4 separate regions of the Sus scrofa genome follow, and all the other regions are linked to region 1. The links are chromatin contacts, called in public HiChIP or PLAC-seq maps. All regions are on one chromosome and are shown on one strand. The core of a region is the stretch at or near the end of the contact, and the rest is flanking DNA. Distances in the headings are between cores, read along the strand shown.

What was found. HiChIP or PLAC-seq counts read pairs in DNA pulled down with a chosen protein or histone mark.
Region 2: an H3K27ac HiChIP or PLAC-seq map of alveolar macrophages shows a contact between it and region 1. The contact joins the promoter of ARFRP1 here to the promoter of TPD52L2 in region 1. A contact is called at or near these places in 2 of 5 promoter capture datasets (fetal liver and liver), 5 of 47 Hi-C or Micro-C datasets (blood, embryonic fibroblasts, liver and 1 more) and 2 of 2 datasets of contacts at active chromatin or transcription factors (alveolar macrophages and skeletal muscle).
Region 3: a contact with region 1 is called in an H3K27ac HiChIP or PLAC-seq map of alveolar macrophages. The contact joins the promoter of PRPF6 here to the promoter of TPD52L2 in region 1. A contact is called at or near these places in 1 of 5 promoter capture datasets (liver), 4 of 47 Hi-C or Micro-C datasets (blood, heart right ventricle, liver and 1 more) and 1 of 2 datasets of contacts at active chromatin or transcription factors (alveolar macrophages).
Region 4: an H3K27ac HiChIP or PLAC-seq map of alveolar macrophages shows a contact between it and region 1. The contact joins the promoter of RTEL1 here to the promoter of TPD52L2 in region 1. A contact is called at or near these places in 4 of 47 Hi-C or Micro-C datasets (embryonic fibroblasts, heart right ventricle, mesenteric adipose tissue and 1 more) and 2 of 2 datasets of contacts at active chromatin or transcription factors (alveolar macrophages and skeletal muscle).

The regions. Positions count from the first base shown.
Region 1 is chr17:62,730,486-62,735,188 of Sscrofa11.1, reverse strand. TPD52L2 (tumor protein D54) reads right to left here and starts at 1,624. Exons shown (of 8, transcript XM_021077604.1): 1 at 1,464-1,624. The coding sequence starts at 1,482. ABHD16B (protein ABHD16B) reads right to left here. Exons shown (of 1, transcript XM_021078034.1): 1 at 3,129-4,703. The coding sequence ends at 3,715.
Region 2 is chr17:62,640,124-62,644,329 of Sscrofa11.1, reverse strand. It overlaps ARFRP1 (ADP-ribosylation factor-related protein 1), which reads left to right and starts at 1,845. Exons shown (of 8, transcript XM_021078377.1): 1 at 1,845-1,990; 2 at 2,342-2,435; 3 at 2,690-2,777; 4 at 2,948-3,030. The coding sequence starts at 2,343. It overlaps ZGPAT (zinc finger CCCH-type with G patch domain-containing protein), which reads right to left and starts at 3,342. Exons shown (of 7, transcript XM_021078374.1): 1 at 3,247-3,342; 2 at 668-1,338. The coding sequence starts at 1,251.
Region 3 is chr17:62,812,719-62,816,765 of Sscrofa11.1, reverse strand. It overlaps PRPF6 (pre-mRNA-processing factor 6), which reads right to left and starts at 1,257. Exons shown (of 21, transcript XM_021077613.1): 1 at 1,022-1,257. The coding sequence starts at 1,092. SAMD10 (sterile alpha motif domain-containing protein 10) reads left to right here and starts at 2,773. Exons shown (of 5, transcript XM_021077668.1): 1 at 2,773-2,959. The coding sequence starts at 2,869.
Region 4 is chr17:62,610,240-62,614,767 of Sscrofa11.1, reverse strand. It overlaps RTEL1 (regulator of telomere elongation helicase 1), which reads right to left and starts at 2,615. Exons shown (of 38, transcript XM_021078364.1): 1 at 2,454-2,615; 2 at 1,791-2,061; 3 at 860-1,055; 4 at 526-619; 5 at 113-194. The coding sequence starts at 1,892.

The DNA of each region.
Region 1 (4,703 bases), core at 375-2,874:
GCCACAATGGGAACTCCCAGCTTCTGACTTTTAACTGAGATCAACCTAATTTTTTTATTTTTCTTTGCTCTTTAGGGCTGCACTTGCGGCATATGGAGGTTCCCAGTCTAGGGGTCCAAAGGGAGCTACAGCTGCTGGTCTACACCACAGCCAAAGCAACATGAGATCTGAACCACGTCCGGCAACCTATACCACAGCTCATGGCAATGCCGGATCCTTAACCCACCGAGCAAGGCCAGGGATCGAACACGCAACCTCGTGGTTCCTAGTCGGATTCGTTTCCACTGTGCTGTGACATAACTCCTTAACCTAAATGGTTTTATTTCATCATCTGTATCTGTTATACTGAACCTACTAAAATTCAGGAAATGCCTTACAATGTCTACAATTTTCCTGTTTTAAAAAAACAAATGAAAGCCCTCAGTTTCTGCCTATAAAGCTAAAACTGGAGGAGTTCCCGTCGTGGCGCAGTGGTTAACGAGGTTGTGGGTTCGATCCCTGGCCTTGCTCAGTGGGTTAAGGCGTTGCAGTGAACTGTGGTGTAGGTCGCAGACGAGGCTCGGATCCCGAGTTGCTGTGGCTCTGGCTCAGGCTCTGGCCGGTGGTTACAGCTCCAATTAGACCCCTGGCCTGGGAACCTCCACATGCCACGGAGCGGCCCTAGAAAAGGCAAAAAGACAAAAAGCAAAAAAAAAAAAAAAAAAAAAAAAAAAAAAAAAGTTTAAAAACTTACAGAATCTATCGGAATCCAGGAATGTTAATGTTTAATTACCATGCTGATACAGGCCAAACAGCAGAAAAGCATCCTACGATTACACAGTGTAGTTATGCCAACGGGATACAGGCGTCTCTCTCCAGAGTCCCAGGATGGATGGAAGACAGACTCCTATAACCTCCGCTAGATTTTTATCTCCTGGGCCCGCTCCACACCCCCAGCGGCCAGCTCAAACTGGTCTGGGATGTCTGATCCGGAAACAGGCCTGGTATGCTGGGTGTGCCCCTGACTCACTGCACCCTTCCCCGCTTGAGACAACCCCGAGGTAGGCTGGGCTCCGCGCAGCGTTGCCACCCAAGGGGCGCTACGCCGAACCCGAGGACGGCCTCCCTTCCCTTCCCCTCTCCAGGAGCCGCCCACGACACCTCGGCCCGGCTCCAGGGCCGGATGAAGTGTCCCCGAGGGCCCTGCGCAGGGACTGAGGGCGGCCCGCCGGGCAAGGCAGGGCGGGGGCATGGCGATAGGTGCCTGGAGTGAGGAAACCCAACACTCTGGGGCGAGGGGAGGGCGCCGGGAAAACAGTGTTCGGAGCGGTCCCTGTCGGGGGCGGAAGGCCCGCCTGGAGCTTCGAGGCCGGGCGCCTGGAGCTCAGGAGGAGCCGCGGGTGAGCGAGCGCGGGAGGAGGGGACCAGAGCCTGCCACGCCACACCGGGCCCATCGGCGGCGGGGGCGCCAGGCCCGCGAGTACCTTGGCCGGCGGAGTCCATGTTCAAGCGGCGGCCGGGCCGCAGCTAGTGTCGAGGCCGCGGACGCGGGCGTCGCAGGAGCCGAGCTGGCCGCACCAGGTGTCGCTCGCCGCGTACACAGCAGCCAGCAGGACCGCCTCCGCCGCGGCGGCATTACGTAATCAGCGGCGCGACGACCCACTTCCGCTTTCGGGCGCTCCGCCCTCGTCCCGCCTCCACAAGCGGTGCCCAATGAGGACGTTGTTTGGCTCAGTCCCTGTTCACCCGCTTCAACCTGATTGGCCGACGCTGCAGACGGAGCCGGGACGTGAGGCCGGCTCCACCAGCGGGACGCCCAGGTAGAATGGTCTTGAGGCGCACGGGGAAGGTGGGAGTCGGGAAGACCGTGCAACGTGGCGCCACGGGAGCCCGGAGAAAGGCCTTTCGGAGGTCTCGAGGGTGTTTGCCGCTGCTGCCTACGAGCGCCACGGCTCACGTACCCTGGCAAGCCGGACTCGGGCCGATTGAGATCCCTCCGAGGCCCGACCCTCTGACTTTGGGGTTCCGTCTTTTTCTCTGTCCGTCCTTTTTGTGGGGATTTTTTTATTGTATGGGGATTGCGCAGAAAAAGGCGTAATCATGAGTTGTCCTCTTGCCCCACAGGCGCCGCTGCGCTCTCCTGGCTGGAGGCGCCCTATTGCCGCGGGCACGCCTTTGTTCTCTCATTCCCTTTTCACAGCCACCTGGTGAGCGGGGCGAGGCCCTTTCCACTTTACGGATGAGGACACTATGGCCGGAGTTACTTGCCCATCCCTCAGCTAGTTGAATTGCTTGCAGCAGGCCGGAAAAGAGTTTGCCACACTTCTCAAAGGAGAGGTGTGTACCTGTTACACAACCTAGTCCTGCTAAAACAAGTTCCACGACTACCCTTCTCTGGCTACTTATGGCCTCTGCAAACGAATCTTTTAATGGTATTCAAACCCTTGAGAATGGGACCCTTCTGGACAGCGCACACTCTTCCAGCCAAGCCCCTCTGCATGTACTGATCCCTAGGAAGGAAGCCAATTCCTTCCTCCACCTGGCTGATTCCTCTTACTCAGCTCAAAGCTTGCCTTCTCCTCAGAGGTACTTCCTGGTACCTGAGGTACCTGCCTCTGCTCGCTCTGGCCCAGGTGCATCAAGGCCAGGTCTTGCTCAATTATTTGTCTGACCCACCTGCCTTCTTTCAGCTTTTCCAGGGTTTCTAGCTCAACCCAGCCTGGCCGGCCCATCTCCAGGGGTTGGGGACAGCCAGCAGTCCCTGCTTCATACAATTCAGGGCAAATGGTGAGGAAGTGAATGCCTTACAATGGCAGTGAGCAGAGGCTCGTCTCTCATTCTCTCTTGCCTCCCTGAGCCAGGAACAAAGCAATGAGTGCTCAGTGCAGGTGTGTCTGTAACCCCATATGGACATGCTGCTTACCAAGCCTGGTTCCAGGGTGAACCCCATCCTATAGAAGTTAGGAGTGGAGGAGTTCCCATCGTGGCTCAGTGGTTAACGAACCCGACTAGCATCCATGAGGACACGGGTTCGATCCCTGGCCTTGCTCAGTGGGTTAAGGATCTGGTGTTGCTGCAGTGTAGGTCGCAGACGTGGCTCAGATCCCACATTGCTGTGGCTCTGGCGTAGTCCAGCAGCTACAGCTCCAATTCAACCCCTAGCCTGGGAACCTCCATATGCCGCCAGTGGGACCCTAAAAGACAAAAAAAAAAAAAAAATTAGCCATGGAGTGTGTGGAGGGAACCCTATGAAGCATCAGTAGCATCACACTCCCGAGGAGGCCCAGCTGCTAAGACCTTTATAACCCTCCAGAGCCAGTGTCCTTTCCCAGTTAGGGGTGACTTGCACAGACCCTTCAGCACTCATCTCTCCTGAAGCCATCCTGCCACCTAGGTCAGGTGAAGGACACCTCCTGGAGACCCACAGCCGGTGTTCCCACCATCCTTTTGAGGTGGTCAAGGCACCCATGACACAGCATTGCCATAAACTGGGTCAGGTTAATCTTTGCCTTCCCTGTAGGAGCTGGGAGCAGACGGGGACGTCTGCAAGTGTTGGAGGGAAGAGAAAGAAGGGAAGGGGACGCCCCACTTAAGGAGAGCACCAGGTCCCTATGTCCTGCCCCACCCTCCCCTAGACCCCAGGTCGGGATCCCCAGGCAGGGCCAGCTTTACTGATTTGGAGTGGGGGCGGGAGCGGGAGTGGGGGGGCGGGGGGAGACCGACCCGCAGTTAGGTCTACAGCCTCCAGGGCAACTGGAAGTCCTCTGGTTCCAGCCGGCTGTAGTGAGTCGCCTCCACGTTCTTGAGGTGTTTGCGCGCCAGGAACAGCGCGAGCTGCCGGCGCCGCCGAGGGCTCAGGCCCTGGCCCACCAGCCAGGGGAAGGCGAGCCCGTGGGGCCCCCAGGCCTCCTCGTCCTCCTGCCGGTCCTGGCAGCGCGTGCGGTAGGAGCGCAGCAGGGCCAGGCACCACTCGTCATCCACGTGGTGGCGCGTGTAGAAGGCGGCCTCCTGCGCCAGGCTGCTGGCACGCAGCCAGCGGGTCACGACGGCGCGGCCCTCGCGCGCCATCACGGCGGGGTAGCGGTGCTGCAGCAGACGCAGGAGCAGCTCGTTGCCGCGGTTGCCCTCCACGTCGCCGGACGGCAGGGGGCGCAGGTGGCCCGAGGTGCTGACCACGTCGTCCTGCGTGCGCCGGAGCAGCAGCACCGGCCCGGGGTAGCGACACAGCTGCTCCGCCACGTTGAGGTTGAAGTGCTCGCGCACGGTGCGCACCACCAGCCCCTTCCAGCAGTGCGGCATGACCTTCAGCGCCAGTGGCACGAGGTCGTCGAAGGTGGCGTCCAGCACCAGCGCGCCCAGCTCCGGGTACGTCATCGTGGCCCAGGTGGCTGTGAAGCCGCCGATAGACCAGCCATAGACCACCACGTGCGCGGGTGGGAAGTGCAGGCGGTGCAGCGCGTACTTGACCACCACGTCCATGGCGTTAGCATCATGCTGAGGGAACGGCGCGCCCGTGCTGCCCCCGAAGCCCGGGTGGTTCCAGCCCAGCACCGAGTAGCCGGCCTCCAGCGGTGCCGCGAGGCAGCCCATCTCGTAGAAGCCTGCGTTGCCTTCGCAGCAGATGACGAGGCGCAGGCCGCGGCCCTGGCCGCCCGGACATTGGCGGCGGTCCATGAACATCGTGTCGATCTCGTTGCCATCGCAGGCCACCAGCTTGGCGCGCC
Region 2 (4,206 bases), core at 596-3,095, 91 kb after region 1:
CCCCGCAGCATATGGAGGTTCCCAGGCTAGGGGTCGAATCGGAGCTGTAGCCACCAGCCTACGCCAGAGCCACAGCAACGGGGGATCCGAGGCGCGTCTGTGACCTACACCACAGCTCACGGCAACGCCAGATCCTAAACCCAGTGAGCAAGGCCAGGGATCGAACCTGCAGCCTCATGCTTCCTAGTCGGATTCGTTAACCACTGCGCCACGACGGAACTCCTCTACAATCTGCTTTAAAAGTCTAGGAACAGGTGAAACAAGATTGGCAAAATACTGACAGTCCACAAAACCCCAGAAGTGGGGGGGTGGACGGTTGTTCTACCTCCTTCAATGTCCTGGATGCTTGACAATTCCCATAACATAAACAATCTTCAGAAGTCTCCCTTTGAAGAATAAAAACTAGTGCCGGGGGGGGGGGGGGGGGGGGCCCCATTCTTTTCATCATCCGCACCTCCTGATGTACCCCGAAAATCCGAGCAAACAGCTGGAGGAGAGCATCTGCTGCAAGAACCCCCTGGCCCCCAAAGAGCTCTTCTTCTCAGCACCCTGCTGGGCGACGAAGGACAAAACTCCAAAACACAGCGGGCCAACCCCAACCCTGAGCGCAAGCCCCCCACCCCAGAGGCCGCAACCCCAGAGGCCGCAGGGGGAGGCAAGGCTTTACCTGCAGTTCTCCTGGAAACGGCACTTCCCCTCCAGGAAGAAGGGGCAGGGCTTCAGGGACTTGTGAGTGGGATACAGATAGAGCACTCTCACGCCCGGGGCGCCGTCCTCCGCCTGCTCTGTGCCCACGATCATGGCGTTGTGATACTCCAGGGTGCCCCACGGGCTGTAGTAGGGGGCGTTCACCTTCCTCCCACTCAGCTCGGCCGCGTCTTCCTCGTCCTCCCCCTCTTCCTCCTCTCCAGGCTCCGAGGGGTCTGGCCCTGCCTCGTCCTTAGGAACAGTCTCCAATTCGGCCCGGGGCGCTGCTGGCACCTCCACCACCTCGGCGATGGCCTTCTGGAAAGCCACGTACTCCGCATCTTCCGGGGCTGGGTGCTCTCCGTCCAGCGTGGCCAGCAGCTTGCTCTTCCTGACGGACACCAGGCTGGCCTCTGTGAGCTCGATCAGCTCCTTCAGGTCCCCCTGCAGCTGGCGCAGGTCCGCCAGCTCCGAGGGATCCAGGCCGGCGCCCAGGGCCAGTTCCACCTGCCGCAACTGCGCGTCATAAGTCCGGAGGGCGGCCTGCAGGCTCTCCTCGTCCATCCTGCCAGGAGGGGCTGGTTGTTCGGCCAGGCCGCGGGGTTGGGGTGGGTGTTCTGGGTCCTCCCAGGGGAGGCGTGGGGGCCACAGCTGCGGGGAAGAGAAGCCAAATGAGCCTGGGACGGGCCACCGCTGCGAGGCTGGCCCTGGGCGGACAGCCCGCGGAACCGTGAGCTGCCCCCCTCCCGTCTGGGCCAAGAGAGGTTTCCAGCTCCGATCCGGCGAGCCAGAGCCGGCTCTCGGCCTTGGCCCCACAGCCGCAGCTCCCTTCTCAGGCGCCCCGGGGCGCTGCCGTAGGCTCTTCCGAGGTCTCCGCGCCTCAGCCGGGTGCCCCGGCCCACGCCCCGCGCACCCCCGCCCCGGCTCAGCCCGTCACCTCGCCACGCCCCAGACCCTCTCGCTCCGGCCGGGCCCTCCTCCGCACGGTCTCCCGGCCGCCGCCACAGACGGCCCGGCGGCCTCGGCGGCCCCAGCGGCCCCGCGCCCCGCTTCCGCCCTCGCAGCCGACAGGCACTTCCGCCCTCGCGCCGCCACCGCCGGAAGTGCTTGGCGCGGGGGCCGCCGGGACGGTTCCGCCCCTCCCCGAGTGGCCGGCCCGCGTCCCGTCGGGCGTCGCGCGGGGTCACCGCGGGGTCGGCGCGGGGTCGGAGGGTCAGGCGCCGCAGCTCCGGTGCCCTGGCGGCTCCCCCACTCCGGCGTCTCCCCGGCTTCGCGGCCCGGGCGAGCGGGCGGGCGGGCGCAGGTAGGCCGGGGCGGGCGGGCGGAGCCGCACGGCCACTCGGGGCCGCCGCCCGCCCCCACGCGCCCTCCTCTGAGGGGCGCCTGCGGCCGTCTTGGCCCAGGGCCGTCGAGGAGACCTGGGCGGAGCGAAGCCCGGAGGGAGGCCGGACGTGGGAGCGAGGGTGCCGGCAGCGCCGGCCGGGTCGGGAGCAGCTGCGGAGGCGCCGGCGGCAGTGCCGGGCAGAGAGGAGGCGGGTCGGCAGGGCCCGGGGCTCCAGGTCTGAGCGGACAGCAGGCCGACAGACCCTTCTGCCGCTCGGGGAGGCGGGGTGCGGGTCGGATCGCCGGTGACCGATCGCTGGTCTCCGCGCAGGATGTACACGCTGCTGTCCGGCCTGTATAAGTACATGTTTCAAAAGGACGAGTACTGCATCCTGATCCTGGGTCTGGACAATGCCGGGAAAACGGTACGTGCCGTCAGCGCCCCGCGCCCCCCGCCCCGAACGTGGTACTTTTGGTATCACGCATTTAGCTGCGTGTTGTCCAAAGATCCCAGCCCCCTCTAAGACCGGGGGACGGCTGGCACCGGCTGCCTTGATAGCAAAACGGTGTGCTGTTTTGCTTTGTCTTAAAGGAATAGGCCCAAGGAGGGAAACTTGAGAAACAGGCCGGAAAACCATTCCAGCTCCTCTCTCCTGCCTCTCTCTCCCTCTCCCCGCAGACCTTCTTGGAGCAGTCAAAAACCCGCTTCAACAAGAACTACAAGGGGATGAGTCTGTCCAAAATCACCACCACCGTGGGTCTAAACAGTAAGGGGGTTTCTTGAGGGCTGCGGGCTTGGCGGGCAGACCCCTGAGGGTGCTGTGATGGCCACAGGCCTGCAGGCAGGCAGAGCACCAGAGAGCCCCTCCCCAGGAGGGCTGGGAGGTGGGGTGTCAGGGACCAAGGCCACAGCCTCTCCTGTTTTCTTCTCGCCCAGTCGGCACAGTGGACGTGGGCAAGGCTCGCCTCATGTTCTGGGACCTAGGGGGGCAGGAAGAGCTGCAGTCTTTGTGGGACAAGGTAAGAGGGGGGTGGCCACACAGGCTCCCGGCCTGCCTCTCGCACCGTCCCTCCCGGGCCACCTTGGTCTCTCCCTGCCTTTCCTGGGCTCACCTTCTCTCCTTGCGGTCAGCAGCTTGGCTCCTGAGCCGCCCTGTGCTGTCCCAGTGCCCAGGGCGCTGTCCCAAGAACAGGGACATGCTGGGTTCCAGGCTTAGCGATGTTATGGCTACTCACCACAGGACGAAACAGAGGATGGCCGAGGGGCAGACGTGGGGAAGACACAGCGCCAGTGTGGTGCTCGGCCTCAGCGCCGGGGCCTGAGTTGCCATGTGTTCCGGCTCAGGACCTGTGCTCCCGCAGGGGACGTGTCCTCCAAGGCCCACAGCAGCCACCTCCGCTTTTGATGGAGGTCTGAGTCCTTCCTCCGACCTCCACATGGGGCTCTCCTCCCCACACAGCCCAAGGCCAAGTCAGTGGGTCCAGCAGAGAGGACAGAATGGGCCTCTTCCCTCAGCCCCGCCCAGGGGACGCCCACCCAGGGTGTGGCGCAGCCCAGTGCTGGGGCGCAGACGCGCCCATCCCAACACTGGCTGGTGGCCGGGTGCTCAGGACCTGATTTCTGGTTTGACGCTCGCAGCAGGTGCCCAGTCACTTTTTCCTCGTCCCCCAAAGGTGTCCTCCCTAGCCTGCCTTCCATCCAAGTGGGCGGTTTCTGTCTCGTGGTCAGAACGTCACTGACAGGTCCTCTGAGGCCATTTAAGTGGGACAAAGGCAGAGTCAAGCCAGGGGCTGTTTGTTCAAGTCCTCGACCCACATGGGAGCAAAACTGGTCCTGAAGTTCCGTCACAGGCTGGAGTCTCCGGAGCAGAGGCTACCTTGGGGATTGGGGTGCAGGATATCCTGGGGATCAGCACCAGGGGGCGCTGGGGACTCGGGACTGGGCACGGCAGGGGCGTCTCGGGCAGCTGCCCCACGTCAGGCCACGCTGGCCAGGACTCCATTCCCTTGGCAGGTCCCCACAGTGGGCCACCCTGGGCAGCTGTGACAGGGTAAGGTGCATCAGAGTGGGTCCTGCAGGAGGTAACACGGGCCACGCACTGGGTGCAGTGCCCGCCATCAGGCAGTGAAGCCACAGCCCGTGGCAGGTGCACACTCCTTTCGCTCCTCCGCCTTGGGGGTGGCTTCTGCCAAGGA
Region 3 (4,047 bases), core at 8-2,507, 82 kb before region 1:
TCCGACCGCAGCCTCTACGCAGCAAGGCTCTCATTCAGATTTGAAGGAGGAAACGAAAGCTTTACAGGCAAGCAAAAGCTAAGAGAATTCAGCACCACTAAACCAGCTTTACAACGAATACTAAAGGAACCTCTCTAGGTAGAAGGAGACCATAACCAGAAACAAAACTATGACGAGTGACGGGGCTCACCGGCAAAGACAAACACGTGAGAAAGGGAGAAGGTCAGCCACACACAAACAGGCCACCAAACCCAGAAATCGGGAGCAGAGGAGGGTACAAAGGCAGGATGCTGGGGATGCACTGGCAATGAAGAGACCAACAGCTTACAACAACCCTGTGTATACAAAGACTCCTATATCAAAACTTCACGGTAACTGCAAACCAAAAATCTACAAGAGATACACACAGAAATAAGAAAAAGCAACCCAAAAACAACACTGAAGACAGTCATCAAACCACAAAAGAAGATAATAACTGCTCAATTCCTCAGCAATAAACGGCCGTCATCTGATCTAGGGGACCCAGTCACAAGCCTCACAGATGCCACCCCTGCCCGCGGAGAGCTGACTCTGAACAGGCAGTACTGTGACCACCGACACCGCAGCGGAAGAACGAGCAACCCTGAGCGAGCACACAGAGGACCCCGGCCGGACGGTGGGGGAATCAGTCCCGTTCAAGGCAGGGGTTGGGGGGGGGCGATGCCTGGCCTGGGGGGTAGTAGCCACGGTGCTCAACTACAAGCACTGCACACTCGCAAGACGGCGTTACCACCCGCCTCTCAGCACAAACACCGGGCTCAGAGCGCCCCGGTGTCCCGTCTCCTGGGGAGGCAGCCTCGCTCGGGTCTGTCCGAACCCAGGACGCCGTTCTTCCCACAAAGACCTGGCCAACCCTGCGCCACCGCTGCTCTCGTCCTCCCCGCCCCGACCCGCCGCCTCACTGAGACGTGTGGGCAGTCGCGACGCGACCACGGTCCCGCCCGGGGCTCCACCCCAGCGCGCGGCCCGCCCCAGGCCTCACCCCCGGCCCAGCCCGGGCACGTAGCCGAGCGGAGCGGGCATGCCCAAGAACGGCTTCTTCTTCTTGTTCATCGCGGCTGTGACGCCGACGGCCGGGAAGGGAAAGGACGGAGGCTGCGGCCGGAGGCCAAAGACGACAGACGACCGAAGCGCCGCCGCAGGAAGAGCTCGCGCGCCCGCGTCACCCGCGCCCCGGAAGCAGAGCGCGCGAACCGACAGATCCCCGCCCACCTCGGCGGCCCCGACCGGAAGTTCCCTAAAGGCGACTTCCGCCCGCTTCCGGCGGCTCCTTGACTCCGAGACCGAGACGCGATAGGCGCATGCGCGGGGGGCGCCTGCTCGTGTAGCTGCGGGCGGGCGGGCGGTGTCACCCTCGATTAGCCCTCGATTAGCAGTCTGCACACGGGGGAACCTCAAACCTTGAGCCGGGGCGGCCCTGCTAACTGCGTGTACTCGATGCATTTCCGATACCTGCCTGTATGGGCAGGACCTATGGGTCCCCCGCCTCCCGGATCCGCCCTCCCTGCCCCCCGCCCAGTCGCCCTGGCCCCGGGGCAGGGCCTAACACAGCTCCGGGGGCTGCACACCCAGCCAGTTGTGTAGAGCTTATGCGGAGTGTATGTGTTGTGATCGCGTGTCCCCGGGTGCAGACTGCTTCCCTGGCTCTCCGCGCTCAGATTTCTGGACCCGATCCGGCAGCGCCGGTACCTGTACAGGCCCCCACCCCCACCATACCCTGAACATTCAGGTGCTTCTGGTGAGGGTGGGAGCCCAGATCCTAGGGAGCTAATTGATGAGCATAAATAAATGCACCAGGACAAGTTAGTATGCGGGCATGAGTGGTCACAGCATGTGGGTGAATTCCGTGTGTCCGTGGGCACAGGTGCAAGTCAAGCCACCTGTGCTCATATTTTAGGTGAATATGCATGACCGTCCTTGGCATACATGTCTGTGTGTCCATGTGCACGTTTGCTGAGGTGGCTGTGGGACATCCTCTGGCCCCCACATTCACCTGGGGAGAGCCCTCAGGCTCTAGGCAAAGCAAGCAAAAAGCTGGCCACATGTTTAGCCTTCTGCTGGACCAGGCAGCCCCCAGCCCACCCTAACCTTTCTCACTGGGGTCCTGGAGCAAACATAGCTCTCCTGCCTGCTGCAGCCTTCTCAGAGTTTCTCCCTCCTCCTTGCCCCCAGCCGAATCCCTTTCAGCACCACGCCCTGGACGCTGAGTCAGATTCTGGGTCTCCAGAGGGGAGGGGAGAGACCCTGCTGTCCTCCAGAAGTTTGCGGTGTTGTGGGGAATAAGAAAGGGTCGAACTGACTTCTCTGGGGAAACGAGTGCCCGTTGGACAGGGAGACCACTGGAGAGGTCTGGAGATGACGTGAATAAAGGAATAAGTAAACTGACATAGGAGAATGGGTTAGGTCTGGCCCTTGACCTGGCCCCCAGTGGACAGAAGCTCCCCGGAGCAGGTACACTACCCTCTCCCCTCCACACACGCACTCTTATGTCCCTGACTCAGATGCTCCTGCAGACCTCTGGATCTCCTGCCGGTGCACAGAGTCCCTTGTCCTTGCACGCCCAGGTGCGCACTGCCGGCCCGTGCCCTGGCAGGCACCGTTCGCATACGCAGATCCGCGCGCCGCCGACACACCTCCGAGTTCCCGGAGCGCGCCCGGCTCTCAGGGCTCAGCGGCAGGTGCCTCGCCGCGCAGACTCGCCGGGCGCGGGGACCGGCTCGGGCGCGGGGCCGGTTGGGGCGGGGCGGCGGCGCGCGTTCCCCGCCGGCCACACGGGCCGCCCTGCGCCCGGCGAGGGGCGTGTGCACAGGCGGGGGACCCGCGGGCCCCATGTTCACGGAGCTGAGGACCAAGCTGAGCCCCCCGCGAGGCCGCTCCGGGGCTGTGCGCGCCGGCTTCGGGGAGCGCCGGGATGTGGACGGTGAGCGGGCTGGACCGGGGCGCGGGAGTATCGGGGTCTGGGGGCTCGAGGACCGAGAGGGACAGGGGCGGGTCCTGGCGGACTCCGAATGGCAGCCGCACTCGGAGTGGGGGGCGCGCCCTGGTCGAACAGGGTCTCGGGTGTCTTTGTCCTGTGCCGGGGCGGGGGTGGGGTGGGGGCGGGCAGTCAGGCCTTGGGAATCAGCGCGCCTTGGTTTGGGAGAGGTGACCCGCTCGGGCTCCTGTCCCCAGGCGAGTAGCACCCCTTTGATCACCTTCTCCTTTGCGCGGAGAAAACCTTCCCCAGCCCCAGCAGTGGGGCCGAGGGGTGGCCGAGACCACAGCGGGACTCAGGCGCCCCCTCCCCATTTTCCTACTGGAAATCTGACATTGGGGCTAGAAGGCGGGACGCACCGATGGACGGACGAAGAGCCCTCCCCCCGGCGCGGACAGGAAATGGGCGGGGCCAAACTGGCCCGGGACAGGTGGCAGAGGCCTCCCACTAGTCCTACCGCCCCTGGCCGGCCTGCGCTGCGAGGCCCAGCGACCCAAAGCCCTGGGACCCCTGCAGGCCCCTGTTCCCTGGGAGGTGCCAGTCTTCTTCCCCCACAGTAGTTACTGCAAGGCACCTCCAGCGGCCACACCCTCTCTCTGACCCCAGGCCTCAAATTTAGAGTCGCCTGTGGCCACTGATACCAGAAAGTTGCAAGAATGGGGAGGAAGGGGGGTAGTGGGGGTGGGGGGTGGGGGGAAATAGTAAGACGTGGGTTTCCCCGCATTAATGAGACCTCCTGGGCACATCACCAAACCCTCCCCTCCCTAGGGGTGAGAGGTTGTGTCCACAGCAGGGAAGGTCTCCCTACGGCTGCGGGGGGTGGGTCCAAGGCCCTGGCCTGGGAACCTGATTCTGCCTGCTGAGTCAGGGGCTGGCGCCGCTATAACTTGGGGGCAAGGTTGGGTCCTGCTTCCTGTCTCTCCCCAGGGCCCTCTTGATGTGTGGACGTCACAGAGAATCTTGATCCATCCATTCATTCATCCACCGTGTTTCTGGGCACCTCCCATTTACCTGGAGCCATGCCAAGGGAGGGC
Region 4 (4,528 bases), core at 1,366-3,865, 120 kb after region 1:
GGGGAGGACGCGGTCCTGGCTGGAGGTTTCAGAGGGCACGGGGCACCCCGGGCCAGCCCCCCTGCCGGGCACACTCCCCCCTGCCCAGCCCTGGTGCCAGCTCCACGCCCACCTGCATATGGTTACTCTCCTGCTTCTTCACTTCGGGGTGGATACACAGCTGCTCCCGGGAGCCCAGCACGCACACTCTGGGCCTGGAGGAAGACAGGGCTGTGGGCCCAAGAACTAGGGAGCAGAAGCCCCATGTCCTCCAGCAGGGCAGCTACGTAGGCTGCACTGGGAGTGCTGGGCTACCAGAGGGAGTGGTAGAGGCAGAAACGTGCCCTGGGCTTGGGAGGGGTGTCCTCCATGGCCAGGCCCACTCGAGTCAGAGTCCAGGGTGAGCAGCGGGACCAGGACGTCCGAGGAGGCAGAGGCGACTCTGGGGCTCCCCCTCCCCAGGCGGGGACACCACCTCTCCTGCGCCTGTGACCTGGGGCAGAACCAGCCCCCAACCCCCAGGACTCGGAGGCCAGGAGGACCCACCGGTAGGAGGTGTTGCGAAGCTCGCTGATGACCTGCGTGAGCTGGGAGTGGGTCCTGGAGGCATAAATGATCTTCGGGAGGTCCGCGTGGCATGCTGCCGGCACAGGAAGCAGGACAGGTCACGGCCACGAGACAGTGCTCTCTCTCCCTCGGGAACCCGACCCTGGTGACAGCTAAGCACCAGACGCCCGAAACTCGCGACCAGGAATGAGTCCAGCGGGGCCACAGCGTCCCGACGTGGCCGTGGGACCCTGATCCCAGGTTGCACCAGGGCGGCAGCGACCACCCCCTGGCCTCCCCTATGTGCCCACAGGGGCCAGGAAAGAGCCATCACCTGGGACGTCTCCTTCCGAGGCGACGTTCCCCCAGGACGACAGGGGGCGATCCAGAAAGAGCTCCCCACGCACCCGCTCGGCAATCCTGCGGGCGGAGACGGCATCTCGGAGATGCTCCCGCCAGGCCAGCGTGGTGCAGAGAAGGCACAGGGTCTTCCCAGTGCCGGTGGGGCTCTCCAGGACGCCGTTCACTTTCTGAATGGGGTCAGGAACAGGGTCACGGAGGCGCCACAGCAGGCGGAGCCCCGCCACCCCCACCCACCCAGCAGGGGGTATCCGAGTCACAGGAGGCTGCCGCTCAAACCAAAAGCTGTAGGTTAAGGCAGCCCCTCGTCAGCAAACACTTTGCAGAGCATCACCCGAGGGACCACAGGACTTTTCAGCTGAATATGAGTAGGAAGATGACGAAATAGGTGTCAAGTCTCAGAACACGAGCCTGATCCTGTGGGATCCCGGCATCTGCGCTACCCAAACAGGAGGCGGGAGCCTGAGTGGGGAACCCGGGCAGATACGAAGGCTCATCGGCCCTCCCAGCTACTGGAGGCATGGACACAGGGCTCCTCGACGTGGGCAGGCCCGGAACCGCGCAGAAAACCACCTGCACCCCCTCCGCCTTCCTACACACCCCTGAGGTCTAAAGACCTCCCCAAATGAGGGATGGGCATTCCTCTGTGGGCACACTCCCTCCAGATCCTCAAATGGCCTGGGCATCCTCCGAGAGGCCCCCGGGGTGCCCTCAGGTCTTGACTTCACAGCACGCATCACCATCAAGAATTATCTTTGTTACTTGTTTAGTATGTCTCCTACCGCACCTAAAACGCAGGCCCTGTTTCTGGCTGAGTGTCATGTCCAGAGGGCACCTTCACCAGGAGGACCTGGCCAAAGTAGGACGACCCATCCCCAGGTACAAGGCCGAGTGTGCAGCCTCACCTTCTGGAGACACTCCAAGACCTTGCTCATGTACTCCTCTTGGCATCTGTACGGCTGGAAAGGGAAATCCACGGTCACCCCGCTCAGGGTTATCTTGGGCATGACGGCCTATTCTCAGAGGGCACACAGGCTGGCTGAAACGCAGGCTGTGTGGGTCTGTGAGGCAAAGCCCACTCTGCGCATCTCAAGGTCTCAGCCAGCCCCTGTGAGCGATGACAGCCTGCGGTGCTGGGATACGATGCTTTTCTCCACGGAAGCCTCTGTGGCAGAGCTGGAATAACAGCAAGACCATTTAGGGAGAGCCTTTCCGGAGCCAGGTGCTCCCGGCAGCGCCTGCCACGGAAAGGCCTGAAGGGGAGCCTCTGACATCCTACCACGCGGAGCCCGGAGAGGTGTCAGCCCTGCCGTGATCTCCCGCCCCACCCGCTCCAGGACAGGCGGCAGGACCCAGGGCCAGGTGCAGCTTCACCTGCAAGAACGCTGCCTTTACCTCCACCAGCGATGGAGGGGCCAGTTCTAGCAGCGTCCCTCCCGGGCCCAGGCGGGTACGAATCTCCCGCCCGAGTCTCCCAGCCTTTTGTTCGCCCAGCCGGCCCGAGGCCACGCCCCAACCCTCCCAGATGGGCCCCGGGTGCAGCGAGAGAGCACACGAGCTGCTCTGACCTGGGACGCCCCACAAGCCACTCCACGTCCCTAGGCCGAGTATTGCTTGGACACTGGGACTATGAGCCCGCGTCCCTAAGCACTTGGCCACGGCCTCTCCCGCGGGGCTGGCCCACTCCGCCAGCGCAGAGCCAGGCACTACGCGCCCCACAATGCAGCGCGGCAGAATCGCCCGCGCGCGACCCGAGGGCGGCGCGGGGCATGCCGGGAGTTGCAGTTGCGGAAGCCGCCACTCGGACACGGGTGCCAGTGCCAGGGTCTCCGCGGGGAGCCTCCCGCCACTGGGGTCCCCAGGAATTTAATCCAGTCCGGCCGACATACCAAGACCTCGTCTTCGACCCGCAGCCGGTCCGACTTTGCAAGCTGAGGCGTGCAGTGGTCCTAGAAGCACCAAACTTCCGCCCCCAATTCCGGTCCGCCGCGCGGTCCTCCGGGCGGAAACCGCTCCCCTGCTGGAAGGTCCGCCGGCTTCCAGCGCGCTGCGCTCCAGGCCCCACCCGCCTCGTCTGTGGACCCCGAGTGCGGGGACCTGCACCTCCTCACCCTCCGGCAGCAACCTGGGGCTCTGTCCTCTCCTCTCTCGGTGTCACCCGTGCCTCCGTTCCCTGGGCCAAGCCCCCTCGAATAACTACCCAGACGACCGCACAAGCCATGTAACTGTTTTTCTGTGTCCCCCCCGCCCCCCTTTTCTCGAAATAACCAGAGATCTTTTTAAGACTTGAATCTGGGAACTGTGGCGCAGGAGAAATGAATTCAGCTAGTGTCCATGAGGATGCAGGTTCAATCCCTGGCCTCGCTCGGGTGTGTTAAGGATGCTGCATTGCCATGAGCTGTGGTGTAGGCACACAGCAGCTCCCATTTGACCCCTAGCCTGGGAACCTCCATGGCCATAAAATAAAATAAAATATAAAATAAAATTAAAAAATAAATAAAATAAACAAACGAATAAATAAATAAAATAAAATACTCGAGTATGAGCTGACCACCACTTAAATTTCGCAAATGGCTGCCCCTTGCTCATGACCCTGTGAGGCCCTGACTCATGACTCCTCTCCCTACTGTCCTCTGGGCACAGCGGCTTTCACAGCCAATGTTTCCCATTGCTCAGGGCGGACCCTCTGAACCCCCAGCACCTAGCACAACGTGGCAGTCAACAAGGAGGTTCCAGGGCTCCACACATTTTTTTTGGGGGGGGGGTTTTGCTTTGCTTTTTAGGGCTGCACCTGCAGCACATGTAAGTTCCCAAGTGAGGGGTCCAATCCAAGCTGCAGCTGCCGGGCTACGCCACAGCTACACCAGATCTGAGCTGCATCTGTGACCCCCACCACAGTTCACCTCGAGGCCAGGGAAGGACCCCACGTCCTCATGGATACTAGTTGGATTCAGATTGCATTTGTTTCCACGGCACCACTATGGGAACTCCCCCAACGCAGTTCCGTGTGGGGTTTATCTAGACAACCCCAGCATGTCCCAAAAAAGCACCCAGAAGAAATGGATGCTGCAGTGACGGCCCACAGTCATCTGGTAATGCTGACTTTAGAGTGGCTTGTGGCTGTGTAATGTCGGGTGTTTTTCTGCCAATGGTTCCTTTTTGCTACATGTGTGTCCAGGCTGATGTGTGTGAGATCCTGCTTAGGGGAGCACCTGGCATCCACCCTCACCCACCTGTTCCAGTGAGAGGACGATATGTAGAGCGTCTATCTCAGCAGGAAGCGTGGAGAAGATGCGGAGACGAGCCACACACTTGCTGCCTGCCCACCAGGCACACGTTTCAGGACCACCTAGGCAGGCGTTCGCATGTTTGCCCTTCCCACGAGCCCCTGAGATCACTGCCCTTAGGATCCACTCCTTACAGGTGAGGACACGAAGCACAGGGCAGGTGGTGAGGATTTGCCCAAAGACAGCAGCAGGTCCAGAACCTGGAGTCCCCTCTTCACCTCCACACCCCCCTCTTCTAAGAGCAGTAGCATCCCCCCCGCCAAAGCCCAAGGGAGGGAAGGCCAGGACCCGGAGGCTCGGTGAACCCCCAGGCCAGAGCCGGAGCTAAGGACTGGTCACATGTGGTGCATGCAGAC